Regions from separate parts of the Mus musculus genome. Here all the other regions are linked to region 2. The links are chromatin contacts, called in public HiCAR-type and promoter capture Hi-C maps. All regions are on one chromosome and are shown on one strand. The core of a region is the stretch at or near the end of the contact, and the rest is flanking DNA. Distances in the headings are between cores, read along the strand shown. Region 1 holds the start of A630072M18Rik (RIKEN cDNA A630072M18 gene). Region 2 holds the start of Pus7 (pseudouridylate synthase 7). Region 3 holds the start of Fgl2 (fibrinogen-like protein 2).

Evidence for each region. Promoter capture Hi-C pulls out the DNA fragments that hold promoters and counts their contacts. HiCAR-type assays count read pairs that join an accessible place to other places.
Region 1: a promoter capture Hi-C map of liver shows a contact between it and region 2, with 4 times the contacts expected there. The contact joins the promoter of A630072M18Rik here to the promoter of Pus7 in region 2. A contact is called at or near these places in 2 of 39 promoter capture datasets (liver and pre-B cells), 1 of 484 Hi-C or Micro-C datasets (B cells) and 1 of 115 datasets of contacts at active chromatin or transcription factors (large pre-B cells).
Region 3: a HiCAR-type map of astrocytes shows a contact between it and region 2, with 8 times the contacts expected there. The contact joins the promoter of Fgl2 here to the promoter of Pus7 in region 2. A contact is called at or near these places in 1 of 39 promoter capture datasets (cranial neural crest) and 1 of 115 datasets of contacts at active chromatin or transcription factors (astrocytes).

What each region holds. Positions count from the first base shown.
Region 1 is chr5:20,948,443-20,952,275 of GRCm38.p6, reverse strand. It overlaps A630072M18Rik (RIKEN cDNA A630072M18 gene), which reads right to left and starts at 1,287. Exons shown (of 1, transcript NR_030699.1): 1 at 1-1,287. It overlaps Rsbn1l (round spermatid basic protein 1-like), which reads left to right and starts at 454. Exons shown (of 8, transcript NM_001080977.1): 1 at 454-1,019. The coding sequence starts at 491.
Region 2 is chr5:23,781,094-23,785,276 of GRCm38.p6, reverse strand. It overlaps Pus7 (pseudouridylate synthase 7), which reads left to right and starts at 1,566. Exons shown (of 16, transcript NM_178403.5): 1 at 1,566-1,765.
Region 3 is chr5:21,371,344-21,375,410 of GRCm38.p6, reverse strand. It overlaps Fgl2 (fibrinogen-like protein 2), which reads right to left and starts at 2,738. Exons shown (of 2, transcript NM_008013.4): 1 at 2,103-2,738; 2 at 1-157. The coding sequence starts at 2,694. All of the region lies in intron 2 of Ccdc146 (coiled-coil domain containing 146), which reads left to right.

The sequences.
Region 1 (3,833 bases), core at 38-2,537, 2.8 Mb after region 2:
TCTCTTTTAAAGTACGAACTTTTACGACCTTAGTTAAAATAAGGCAACTTTTCACCATTTCTGCCTTTGCTGATCGGACTCTCGACAAATTTTCTCCGAGACGAGCAACCCAGAACTCGTTTTTCAGAACCTGCAGAAGGGACCCAAGCCACCTCAAGGTAAAAAGAGAGAGCGGTACAAACAAGGCAAAGTCTTTGAGCGAACGGCAGCGCTACCTCGGTCCGGGCAGATTCGGGGCTCCCGAGCGACGGTCGGGAGATCCTCCCTTCTCAGCGAGCTCTCCATCAGCCGCGCCGAAAAGACCTCTGACCTCCAAATGAAGGTCCGCTCGGTGACCCCACCCCGACGGCTTCTGTCCGCGTCTTTGATTGGTTTGTTCCGGGATCTCTCAGTTTAGCGCGCCCAATGGGAGCTCGGCCTGGACCTAGGCACCCCGCCCCGCGCCCCCGCTCCGGGGAGCGGCGGAGAGTAAATACAACAGGAGCGCAAAATGGCGGAACCGCCGAACCCAGCTCGCGGCGCCGTGGCTCTCCTCTCTGAGAAGGAAGCATCTGGCAAAGTACAGCCTTCCTCGCGGGAGCCGCCGGGCTCTATGTCTGCCAAGAAGGTTCGCACCGAGGAGAAGAAGGCGCCGCGGAGAGTGAACGGGGAGGGGGGCAGCGGCGGGAACGGCGGGCAGCTGCAGCCCCAGAGCTTCGGCAGCCCGGCGGCGTGGAGCTTCGCGGCTCGGCCCGCCGCCTCCTCCTCGTCCACCTCTCGGAGCTGTTACTCTTTCTCCGCCAGCCCGAGCGTCTCCTCAGCCTCCGCTTCCTCGTCTCAGCCGCTGCCGCGCAAACTGCTGGTCACTCCCTCGCTGCTGCACGCTCAGCCTCACCGCGTCCTGCTCCCGCCCGTCGCTCCGCCGGCCGCCGCCAAGCCGCGCAGACCCAAGGAGAAGCGCGAGAAGGAGAAGCGGAGGCAGCACGGCCTCGGCGCCGCCGCCCGGGATGAGAACGGCGAGGCGAAGCCGCTGCCGCGAGGTGGGTGCCGCGCGGGGGAGGGGAGCGCCGGCGGCCGGCGGGGCTGCAGCCTTCCGCGGGGCCAGAAGTAAATGGAGCCTGGAGTTTCGGTCGCCGACCGGGGGGATGGCTGAAACTCCTGGTTTTCGGTGTCGGTTTCGCCTTCCAGTTAACGCGCAGCAGGACGCGCGTGAAGGAGTGGGTCTAGAGGACCCCGCTCCCCGGTGTGTTTTTGGCTGGGGAGGCAGAAGAGAACAGGTCTTTTAAAGATTACGAAAGGGATCGGACTGGATCGCAGGAAATTCATGTTTGCGACGCAGCTTCCAACGCCAGAATATCCTGTCCAAAAAAAAAAAAAAAAAAAAGTGGGTGGTCGGGTGTATTGGCGGAAGCTGGAAGCTCCCAGGGACCACGGGGACCAGGATGTTTCATCCCTACTAGGGAGATGAGGTCGTGCGCAGGGCACCAAGTGTGCGGTTTCTGAGGTGCCCACATTCCATATTGTTAAAGTGTTTTGCGTGGTCCTGTTTTAAATACTACCCTTCAGAAGCTTTCAGCCATATTCTTTTTTTTTTTTTTTCTTCTTTCTTTCTCGTTCAGCAAATGATAAAATCGGATGTTTTGACGTCTTTTGGCCAGATCAAGTGGCTTCAGAGTGTTTCTGCCGGGGGTGGGGTGGGGTGGGGGGGGGGAATTCCCAACTGTTTTTCAGTTTTCTTTTGTAATGTAAGCTAGCAGAGTTTTCCGTATTTTCTTTAAAATGAGGGGTCATTCTAGTCATCTGTGGATATGTAGAGATCTGACTAATACAAAGTGGATATGGGTTGGAAAGTAGATCTTTAGGTGATCACGAGGTTATATAAATATACGTTGTCATTGTCACACATTGTTGTGAAGTATTCCGTTCTGTTTTGGAATGCTGGTGAAATGCCAGTAACCTTGCTGATCTAATGGTACCTTAGATCTTGAAAAATTATCTGAATAGAAAAGTTCATCATTCACAATGTAAAAGAATGCTAACATCTAAGCCAAGCTAATGGTTCGGTGTACCCTTGTTCCCAGTGTAACGCTCTCCTAGGGAGTTGGAGCATTGCCTTAGGAATGCTTTGAGGATGAAATTTAGTTTCCTTCTGCTTAGGAGTTCTAGATGGTTAGTATTTTAAATCTCTATGTTGCAGTGGTTAAATATAAGATTTAAGTTATAAAATGCTGCAGAGTCTGTCCATGTGCAGTTTGGTATCATTCTTCCTTGGGTAAGCTGCGCTTTTGCTTTTCCTGAGTTCTCTGCAGAAGTGAGTGTAGGTATTACATTGTTGGAGTTTTTGAGTGGTGATAGTACCGGCCTAAAATGTGAGATATATCGATATATCTATATGACTTAGTGAGATGTCTGTTAATGGTGATTTTTTACAGTCTTAACTAACATTTAAAATCTATTTGGGAAGGTTAAAATGGAAAGATCAATTTTGTTTTGCCCAAATCCAAGGTTATTTCCCCATGACTTAGAAAGTCTGTAAAGCTAATTGACCATGTTCGTGAGGCAGAATAAAGACAAGATGCAGAACTGAAAGGAAAAAAAAAATCCGTTTGGGAACGTTAAGATGGTTCAGGCACTTACTGTGTAGCTTGACCACCTGATTTTAATTCCCAGGGTCCCTAAGATGGGGAGAATCAGCTCTCCATATGTTGTCCTCTGATCTCCATAGGTCAGCTGTGACACTAGTGTGCCCTTCCAATAAATGTAGTAATCCCTCAGACTTAAACAGTGATAGTCTTTACATCAAGATGTGGGGAAGAGAGTTCCCATGACCTATATGGGATGATTAGATGTTGATGTTTTGTCTTCAAGACAGGGTCTCTTGTATAGCCCCGGTTGTCCTAGAATCACTATGTAGACTGGGGTGACTTCAGAGGATCTGCCTGCCCTCCTGAGTGCTGGGATTTGCAAAGGCATGGGCCACCACACCTGGCTGTATATTCACCACTAACTTTAAATACTTTTATTTTCTTTTGGACAGAAGGACAGAAACACTTATTTTATTGAGAAAAGATTAAATTTAAAAAGATAGCTTTTCATTATTTTGTTGGACTCTAGAGTTTGAGTTTAACTGAATTTGGGTCCTGCTTTAACAAAAAAGTGGTAGCAAAGTATCAGGGTCTAGGTGCGTTTGTTTTACAGGTGCAGTTCAAGTATACACATACTGATTTACAGGACAGTGTTTATTTTCTGTGCATTATATACAGATCTTCCAGAGTGGATGACAGGTGATTAGTTTTTCTTTTTTTTTTTTAAAGATTTACTTATTTTTATTTGAGTACATAGTCGCTATCTTCAGACACACCAGAAGAGGGCGTCAGATCACATTACAGATGGTTGTGAGCCATCATGTGGTTGCTGGGAATTGAACTCAGGACCTCTGGAAGAGCAGTCAGGGCTCTTAACCTCTAAGGCATCTCTCCAGCCCCCAGGTGATTAGTGTTTGAAGTATATACTTTTTAAATGACTCTCTAAGTTGGCTGTCATAGCTCAGTAACTCCTTGATTACCCAGAGCTCATTGATTGAATGGACTTAGTATCAGAAATCAGGTATAAAGACATTTAAGAAAAGTAGATTGTAGTTCTGCATCTCTAAACATTTGCTCTTGTATTTTGTTGTTGTTTGTTTGTTTGTTTGTTTGTTTTTCGAGACAGGGTTTCTCTGTATAGCCCTGGCTGTCCTGGAACTCACTTTGTAGACCAGGCTGGCCTCGAACTCAGAAATCCGCCTGCCTCTGCCTCCCAAGTGCTGGGATTAAAGGCGTTTGCCACCATGCCTGGCTCATATAAGGGTCCAA
Region 2 (4,183 bases), core at 317-2,816:
TAAATCCATATTTTAAAAGCAAGTGTGGGACTCAGGAGACAGTTTAGTCAATACAGTGGGGACCTGTGTTCAGATCCTGCTAGTCATGTAGAAAGCTGGTCACAGCAGATCTGTGTAATCCAAGCAGTAGAGAGACAGAGATAAGATCTTTCGACTTGCCAGCTAACCAGTCCAGTTGAGCTCCAGGATCAATGAAAATTATTTACAAAAAGTAGGGTGAAGGGGCCATGGAGATGGATCGGAGGTAAGGGCACTTGCCAAGCAAGCCTGACGACTTGGCTTCCGTCCCCAGAAACCATGTAAGGTAGAAGGAGAGGACCAGCTTCTGCAGACTATGCTCCAGCCTCCACATGTACGCATGCCCACATCATAAACACACAATAATAATAAGTAACTAAGGTAGAGAGTGAAAGCGGAAAGCACCATGATGGGCCTCAGGTCTCCACAAACTCAGAACTGTACATGGACCTTAGTTTTTGATATTTTGATGGTCTTAGGCAACCCCTTGAAAGGGCCACTGGAACCCCAAGGGGTTAAGGAACTACTGATTGACACCGTTCAGAGTTCCAGTCAGGGAACGATGCTGGTCCTGTACGATTACAATGAACCCAGTCAGGATAGTCCAGCATAGGCATGACCAGGGCTTGTCTCCAAGGTAATTCTAGACTCTGTCAAATTGACAACACTAATCATCACATATGCAAACCTCACATATGTAAAACACATGGTTACAACAAACACCACACACACACACACACACACACACACACACGTCTAAGAGGAATACAAAGATCTGAAATAACAGGATTTTGTTTGTTTTGGTTTGGTTTTCTTTTTCTTTTTTTTTTTTTCTATTTTGTTTTTTCAAGACAGGGTTTCTCTGTATAGCCCTGGCTGTCCTGAAACTCACTCTGTAGACCAGGCTGGCCTCGAACTCAGAAATCTACCTGCTTCTGCTTCCCAAGTGCTGGGATTAACGGTGTGTACCATTACTGCCCAGGTTTTTGTTTGTTTGTTTAAAAAAAACCAAAACAACAGGGTCTTACCTAGGCCATGTTTACCTGGGATTCCTTACATATCCCAAAGTGCCCTTAAGTTTCTGATCCTTCTGTCCATATCACCTGAGTGCTTGGATTATGGGCTTTTGACTCTCCACAAATCTTGATTTATTTTATTATATTTTATTTTACCCTGAGTTGAAATCTGGCAAAATATTAGACCTGAAATGCTATGGAATGCTTTGATTTGGTCAGTTGGCTACTTGAAGCATGAGAAGAAAAATATATTTTATTTTTCTTTACGCCAAAGCATTAACCAGCTATGATGGAATCTTCTTGAAGACAGTCCTCCTGGGGAGCTGTCAAAGGTAAGAAACCCATTCTATTAATATGCACTATTAACCATAGCTGTGAAAGAAGCTCCCATTTAAGCACAATTAACAACTAATAAGGTAGTCTCTGTTTTTGAAGTCCTAAAGGTTTCTTTGCATAAGGCAAGTCACTTCCCAGGCGCCGATGGGCGGAGCGTCCTCGGGAGCGGAGGGCCGGTGGAGCGGGCCCCGCCCCGGGGCGTGGTCGGCGCGGCGCAGCGCCGCACGTGTGCGAGCCCGGCGGCTGGTGGGATAACCCGTCCCTGTGCGTCTCCACGCGGTGCAGCCTGTGCTGGTCGGCGCTGGCCGCCGCCTCCTGCGAGTCACCGCCGCCGCCCTCCCGCGTCCCGAGCCGAGCGTCCTCTTCTCCGCTCGGCCCGCGCCCTCAGGCTCCCGGTAAGTGCTCTGCTTTGCGGCGTGGCCCCAGGCCTCCGGAGAGGCGCGCGGCCGGGGAGGGAGGGCGGCCGTGGTCGCAGCTCGCGCTGCTCCCTGTTTCTCCGCCGCCAGCTCCACCTTCCCCGCTTGTCTTATTTCTGCTCCACGCACCCGGATCCTTGATCCCGGACCCCTAGTTCCCGATCCATGCTCCCCGATCCCGGCTATTCGCCCTGATCCCCGCCGTTCGTTAAGCGGCGCCGCGTCCCGATCCTCTGGCCGCGCCGCTGTGGGCTAGAACCTTCTTTTTCCACTTCTTCCTTGCTTTGTGGTGCCTCAGGCACTCCCCAAACTCAATTCCCTGTTAGAAAAACAAACCAGCCTTCCCCCGGTCCTGCTCAGCGCTCCCAGATCGTCCGAGCAGCCTGCACTGGTCCCGGCCTGGTGCTGGGTACTGGGCGCAGATGTTTTACTTGCTGGGCAGGCCTTAAGGGCCGCTGCTCTTCTCAACCACGGAGAAGCGATCAGGCTGACGTCTGGGGTCTTTTCTCCAACCTCTGCTGGGTGACAGTGCAGGCTACTTATTCTGTGGTCCATACCACCAAGCCCTTCACTGAGGGGCCTTTAAAATGGCCAGCACATGGTTATTGCTCTTAATTACTGCCAGTCAAGGAAGAAGGGTTTAGTTCAAGGCCATTTCTTTAAAAAAGAGATCTCTAAAATATAGGTGCTACTTTGTTTTGTTCCCACTCTTAAACAACAACAAAAATCTGTGGCCATCCGTAAAACACTATGCCTCAATGTCAGGGCAATGGTTTTACTAACGAAGGAGCTGTCAAATATCAGACTGTTCACTGTAGTGAGAAAGAGGGGAAACTATGTGCAGTCATTAGCAAATAACCAACAGTCAGAATTTGTTAACTTAACAAGTTTATTTGAATACATAAACCTCTTTTGTCTTGAGATAGGACTTACTATGTAGACCAGGCTGGCTTGAACTAGAGACACAAGTCTTTCTCAGCCTTTTGAGTGCTGCCCTTATAGGAGAGGGACGGCCACTTGAGTTCCCCTCTGAACATCTCTCTCTCTCTCTCTCTCTCTCTCTCTCTCTCTCTCTCTCTCTCTCTCTCTCTCTCTCTCTCTCTCTCTCTCTTTGGGGGAAGGGTTGAGGCAGAGTCTCTCTGTTATGTGGACTGTCAGTCCTGGAATTCTCTATGTAGACCAGGCTGGCCTGGAGCTGCTAGGCTTGGGTCAGTGCCAGCGTTCAGCACTCGTGTAGGAGGCTGGTTTGATCCAGGGCACCGATGAGCCTGGGATTTGGCGGCATGTCTGTTACCCCATTTCCTAGCTGGGATCTTTGCAGGCTCTGTTCTGCCCCCATGGAGCTCACACAATTTTCAGGTCTACTTTTTTCAAGTCTTTAAAACACCTTTACGGGGGCTTTACCTCAGGCCACCCCATTCTCTGCTTCTAAATGGCTGGCCTGTCCTAATACTGGGTTTGTTTGTTTGTTTGTTTGTTTGCAGCACCGAAGACTGAACTTAGGGCATGCTAGACAAATGTTCTGCTTCTGAGCACATCCCCCACAAATTTATTTGGTTTTTAAAAATATCCTTAAGTAGGTTGTAATCTTGTTTGGTTGCAAGAAGTCTTCCATCTTTCTCCAGTGTCTACCCAGGACATACTTAATAAATGTTAGAGTAGATGACTCTGATAGACGTAATAATTTTTTCAGATTAGGATGTGGAGTGAGTTTTGCCATTAAAGTAAGTAATGCCTGCTGTTTCAGGCCTAAGCAGGAGTATCACAGGTTCAAAACCTGCCTGGGTTACATTAACAAAGGCTTTCTAAGCATCTTAGCAAGACCCTGTCTCAAAGCGAGAACAGGACAGTGTAGTTCATTGTTAGCATGCTTGTTTATCATGCCCAGCACTTCATGAGACCCTGTCTCAAAAAACAAACTTCTAAAAGAGCAAACCGTGGTTATGATATCAAGAATCAAAAGCTGAGTAAGAAGTGTCTTAGGGACGTGGTGTGGTGGCACACATCTTAAATTCCAGCTCTTAGGAAGCAGAGGCAATTGGACAGCCAGGGCTGTGTAGGGAGACCCTATCTGACTCCCAAGATCTGGTGTTCCTTTTGCATCTGGGAGCGAGGTGGGTGGTCTGACTGTAAAGTCCCTGAGGCAGGCTGCATGCATGGCTTTTGCTGGCTGTGCTTGCCTGTGTGCTGAGAGTTGTGGCCTCTGGACAGGTATCAGGCTCTCCTGGTTGCTGATTATTTGGAGCCCGGTACTGTAATTACCCCTACTTGGTGGTTGCTCAGGTGGTCATGTGTCTGCTGTGGAGTAAGATCTGCCAAGTCTTAGAATTTGCTTTAATTTTATTACCTAATATGGCTGTTCCTGGTTTTTCTTTAACCTTAGAGGACTAGAATATT
Region 3 (4,067 bases), core at 1,489-3,988, 2.4 Mb after region 2:
CGAGCCTGCAGCACCGTCCAGCCTCCACCCATGGTCTCCATGTCACAGTAGACCTCAAAGCTGCTGTTTCTGTGATCAGGGGTAACTCTGTAGGCCCCACTGCTTCTCCTTCCTAGCACGTAGTGGTCGGAACAATCTTTGTATATTAGATGTTGAACTGGAAGAGGGAGGAAGGAAAAGCATAAAAGCATGGGGATTTATTAGTCAAAGCTATGCACCTCAAGGACTCTCAGACTCAACAGCAATTGGACAATTCACTTGCGTTACAGTTTATGTGATAGAGGAACCTGGCTCTGATACACTCTCCTGAACCAGGCTAACAGATGCTAACTAAGGCCTCAGAACCAACTGGTGTTATCAAGTATACAGGACTGCCTTGAATGGCAATCCTGGTGGCAACACTAACAGCAAAGAGTAGTAAGAATAAGTGTATGCAAGGTTTAATGAGGGTCAATGACCTCCAGAAACTCTGCCAATCACTGTAACAGTTTTCACTGAACCCACACAGCAGCCTTACGACGTGGATATCACGGCCAGCTTGCTTATACAGTTACTTAGTCTCCCGGAAGATCAGGGAGTTTTCCCACCGCAACTAAGTGTTAAGTGACAGAGCTGGGACAGAAAGCCAGATGTACCTGACAGAGAGTTTTACTCTCATAACCATTATATTCCTCTGCCTTAACGTTGAGAGGAGTCCAAGTCTCCTAGGATACAATCAGCAATTGTTACAGCAGACTTTACAGAAATCGTTATATATGTTCTAAATGTCAGCCTTCAGTGCACAGCACTGTTCTGAAACCCATTCGTATTTCACCTGAGATTGACATAAAATGATTCCAGTTTTAAAAGGGAGGGGGGGGTTCTCCAATAATATGGCAATGTTATCCTGAATTTATTATTTAGGAAGGTATACAGTCAGCCAATATTTCACAGTTTGGTTTCTAGACGTAGCAGCAGGGTGATTATAATTATGCTCAGTGTAATCATTTGGTGGTTTTTGTAGAGATTAGAGACCAACTATTTGTTCCCAGTTAATTTTAATAAAATTTGAGTCAGGTAAAGAAAGTTCAATATAAGATTCCTGTAAAACACAATAATCTGTTTGCATGTATTTAGAACTCTGGAGAGTCCCAAGCTTTTAGGAGAAAAGTAGGTAACAGAATATTTTTGTGTCATTACAAGTTATATGCCATGTCATATTTAATATACACCTTGTGATGTCTCTTAAACATGAGTGTCTATCTTGGTCATTAGTGATAACATTCTATGACATGATGACCTACCATCTCTAGAGATTCCAAATGAAAGTTATCCCTACTATGTCCCATCGACCTCACAGTCAGGATGAACACAGAGGGTGTGGCAACCCATCCACAAAGGTCCTAGGAATCCAGGAATCCGGACACAGAAGGCTGTTAGGTCTGTGACCTTAAATAGTGTTAACATTCACTAACTGGAATGGTGAGGATGCATATGCACTAAGTCTCAACCCCCGAAGTTCTACACGTGTCCTCATCCCCACCACACACACACACAAAGAGAGAGAGAGGGAGGGAGGGAGGAGAGAGAGAGAGAGAGAGAGAGAGAGAGAGAGAGAGAGAGAGAGAGAGAGAGAAGAGAGAGGAGAGAGGAGAGAGAGAGGAGAGATGCTTCCATGTATAAAAATCTCCCATTCTCACTAGATATTTGAGAACCTAGCACAGCAGATTGTTTGTGAAAGCCTTATAAAGCCCATCAGCCACCCAAGATCTGATTCCCAGGGACCTAAGCAAGCAGAGCCAGGAACCTTGCCATACCTGTCCTGTGTTCAAATATGTGTTCAGATTCCGGGAGGAATCTGTTTCTGCTCGTCTGTTGGTCGACCTAGCAGGGAAGGTCTAGAGACTTGCAAGTGACGGTCTCTAACGAGTACAACTAATAGGATTTTTGTACGTGGATCATTTACCATTTCTGTTGTCTCATTTGAGAAAACACTTGTTTCTCCTGCCATAACTTAACAGGTGAAAGTCTGACTAACTTATGCTCCCTCGGGTTAATGTTTATGGCCACTATCTGGCTATACAGCTTTCATGAACAAACTGTATGACCCTCATTACACCTACCCGGCTGTGACTGCATGTGTTCTTGGCTGGGACACTTGGAACACTTGCCATCCAAACTGTTGACCACAACGGTTAGATTTGCCACTTTGTTGTCCACGTAGTTCTCAATGTTGTTCATATTTACCAGATGGAGCGTCTCCAGGCGCCCCTGCAGCCCCTGGATCTGGTCCTTTGCATTCTTCAGCTCTGAGGACAGCTTGTTCACCTGACTCTCCAGTTCCTGGACTCTACTGTCCTCGGCTGTCTCTGCTCCATTCCCTCCATTCCCGCCGGGATCTCGATGGTCGTCAGCCTGCAACTTACAGTCCTGGCAGGATTTCTTCAGACTGTCCACTGCTTCCTTGAGGGTCCGCACTTCTTTGAGCACCTCCTCCATGCTGCCAAGCTGCCGCGGGAGCTGGATGGTCAGCGTGGGCAGGGTGAGCTGGAAGGGGCACTGGCTCCCCTCGCACCTCCCGCTGCCCTCCAGCCTCGCGGGGCAGGCAGCCTGGGCGCTGGCATCCTCCAGCCCCTCAGTCAGGTTGTGCTCCTCCACCGCTCGGCAGGCAGCGAGGACGGCAGAACTCAGCCACAACCAACCAGGAAGCCTCATCCTTGCAGTGCGGCAGCCCAGCCTGACCAGGCGCTTTAATAGCCACCGCCGCCTGACTCAGGCGTTCTGAGTTCCCAGAAAAGGGCGGGCGCATTTGCATCACAGTCTCAGACGCCACACAGGAGGAGAGGGTCCTCAGCAAGCGCAGCCAGCCAAATGCTGTCATCTCCTGTCAGTCAAAACTATGCACAATAGAATGCCTGCCGTGGGTGCCACGCATTGTATTCAAGATTCACCGTCTGGGTTTTTAGTAAAGCACAAGGAAAGTCTTTTGTTTAAAAAACAGTTGTAATACCAGTGCCCAAAAGATACCATATTATATACTTGGTCCACTAGTGGGGAAAGAGTTGGAACGTCTAAATGTCTGTGAGCTTCTTCCCACTAAATGTCACCAAAATGGAAATGATTCTGTTTCCTCCCTAGTTTGGGAACCTGTTTTCTTTTTGAAGGCTAGACTTTGTGTGAACTCTTAAGTACTTAAAATTGCCCCTAATCAGAACAAAGGTCCGCTCTTTAAATGGATTCTCTGTGTGTGTCTCTCATCTGTTTGTAAAAGGGAAGAGAACTGGCAGAGAATACGGCTGTTTTCTCCTGACTGTGCAGGCTATGTAATCGTCAGTGGTTAAAACACTTGGAAGCACGTCACTCACACATCACAGGCAGTGGCTGTCCTTCCCCATCACTCAGCTCAGGAGCTGGGGGTCTCTCTTAAGTTCATTGTGCATACTGACCTCATAAGGTTTCTTATTAAAAGGGATTTTATTACTTAAAAATTATTTCAGCGTAACTGACACAGATAAACCCAAATTCTTTCTCTGTACTAGTTAAAGGCACTCTGTAATCTATCTCTTATTTATTTAGACTGGGTCTCAAGTAGCTCAGGCTGGCCTTGAACTCCTGATCTCTCTGCCTCTCCCTCCTAAACACAGAGATCACAGGTGTGTACCACCATGTCCAGTTCTCATATTTATATCTCTAACCAGATTTCCCAAGACTTTTCTCTACTGCCTCTTAATTCTAACTGAACTACTCTCTTCAAATTCTCAGAGCAGGGCAGGCAGGCGCACTTTCTATCTGAGAAGTCTGGAATGTTGGCCCTGGCACTGTCTCCAACTGGACATAACACGTATTGGCTTTGCTGAGCCTTCATGCCTGTTACCAGTGCACAAGGAATTTGAATATTTTTTTTCTCCTATAGAAATAACCTATACAGACTGAATGTGCAAAGGGGAAATGTGTGTATGAAGAATTTGTCAGACACGCCTTATGCCTTGTCTTACCGCACTCTCGGGCTCCTACTTTCCCTTCTCATTCCATCCCATGATATCCAAACCGATGTTAGACCCCATTTCACCCTGCCCTCCTTATCCTCT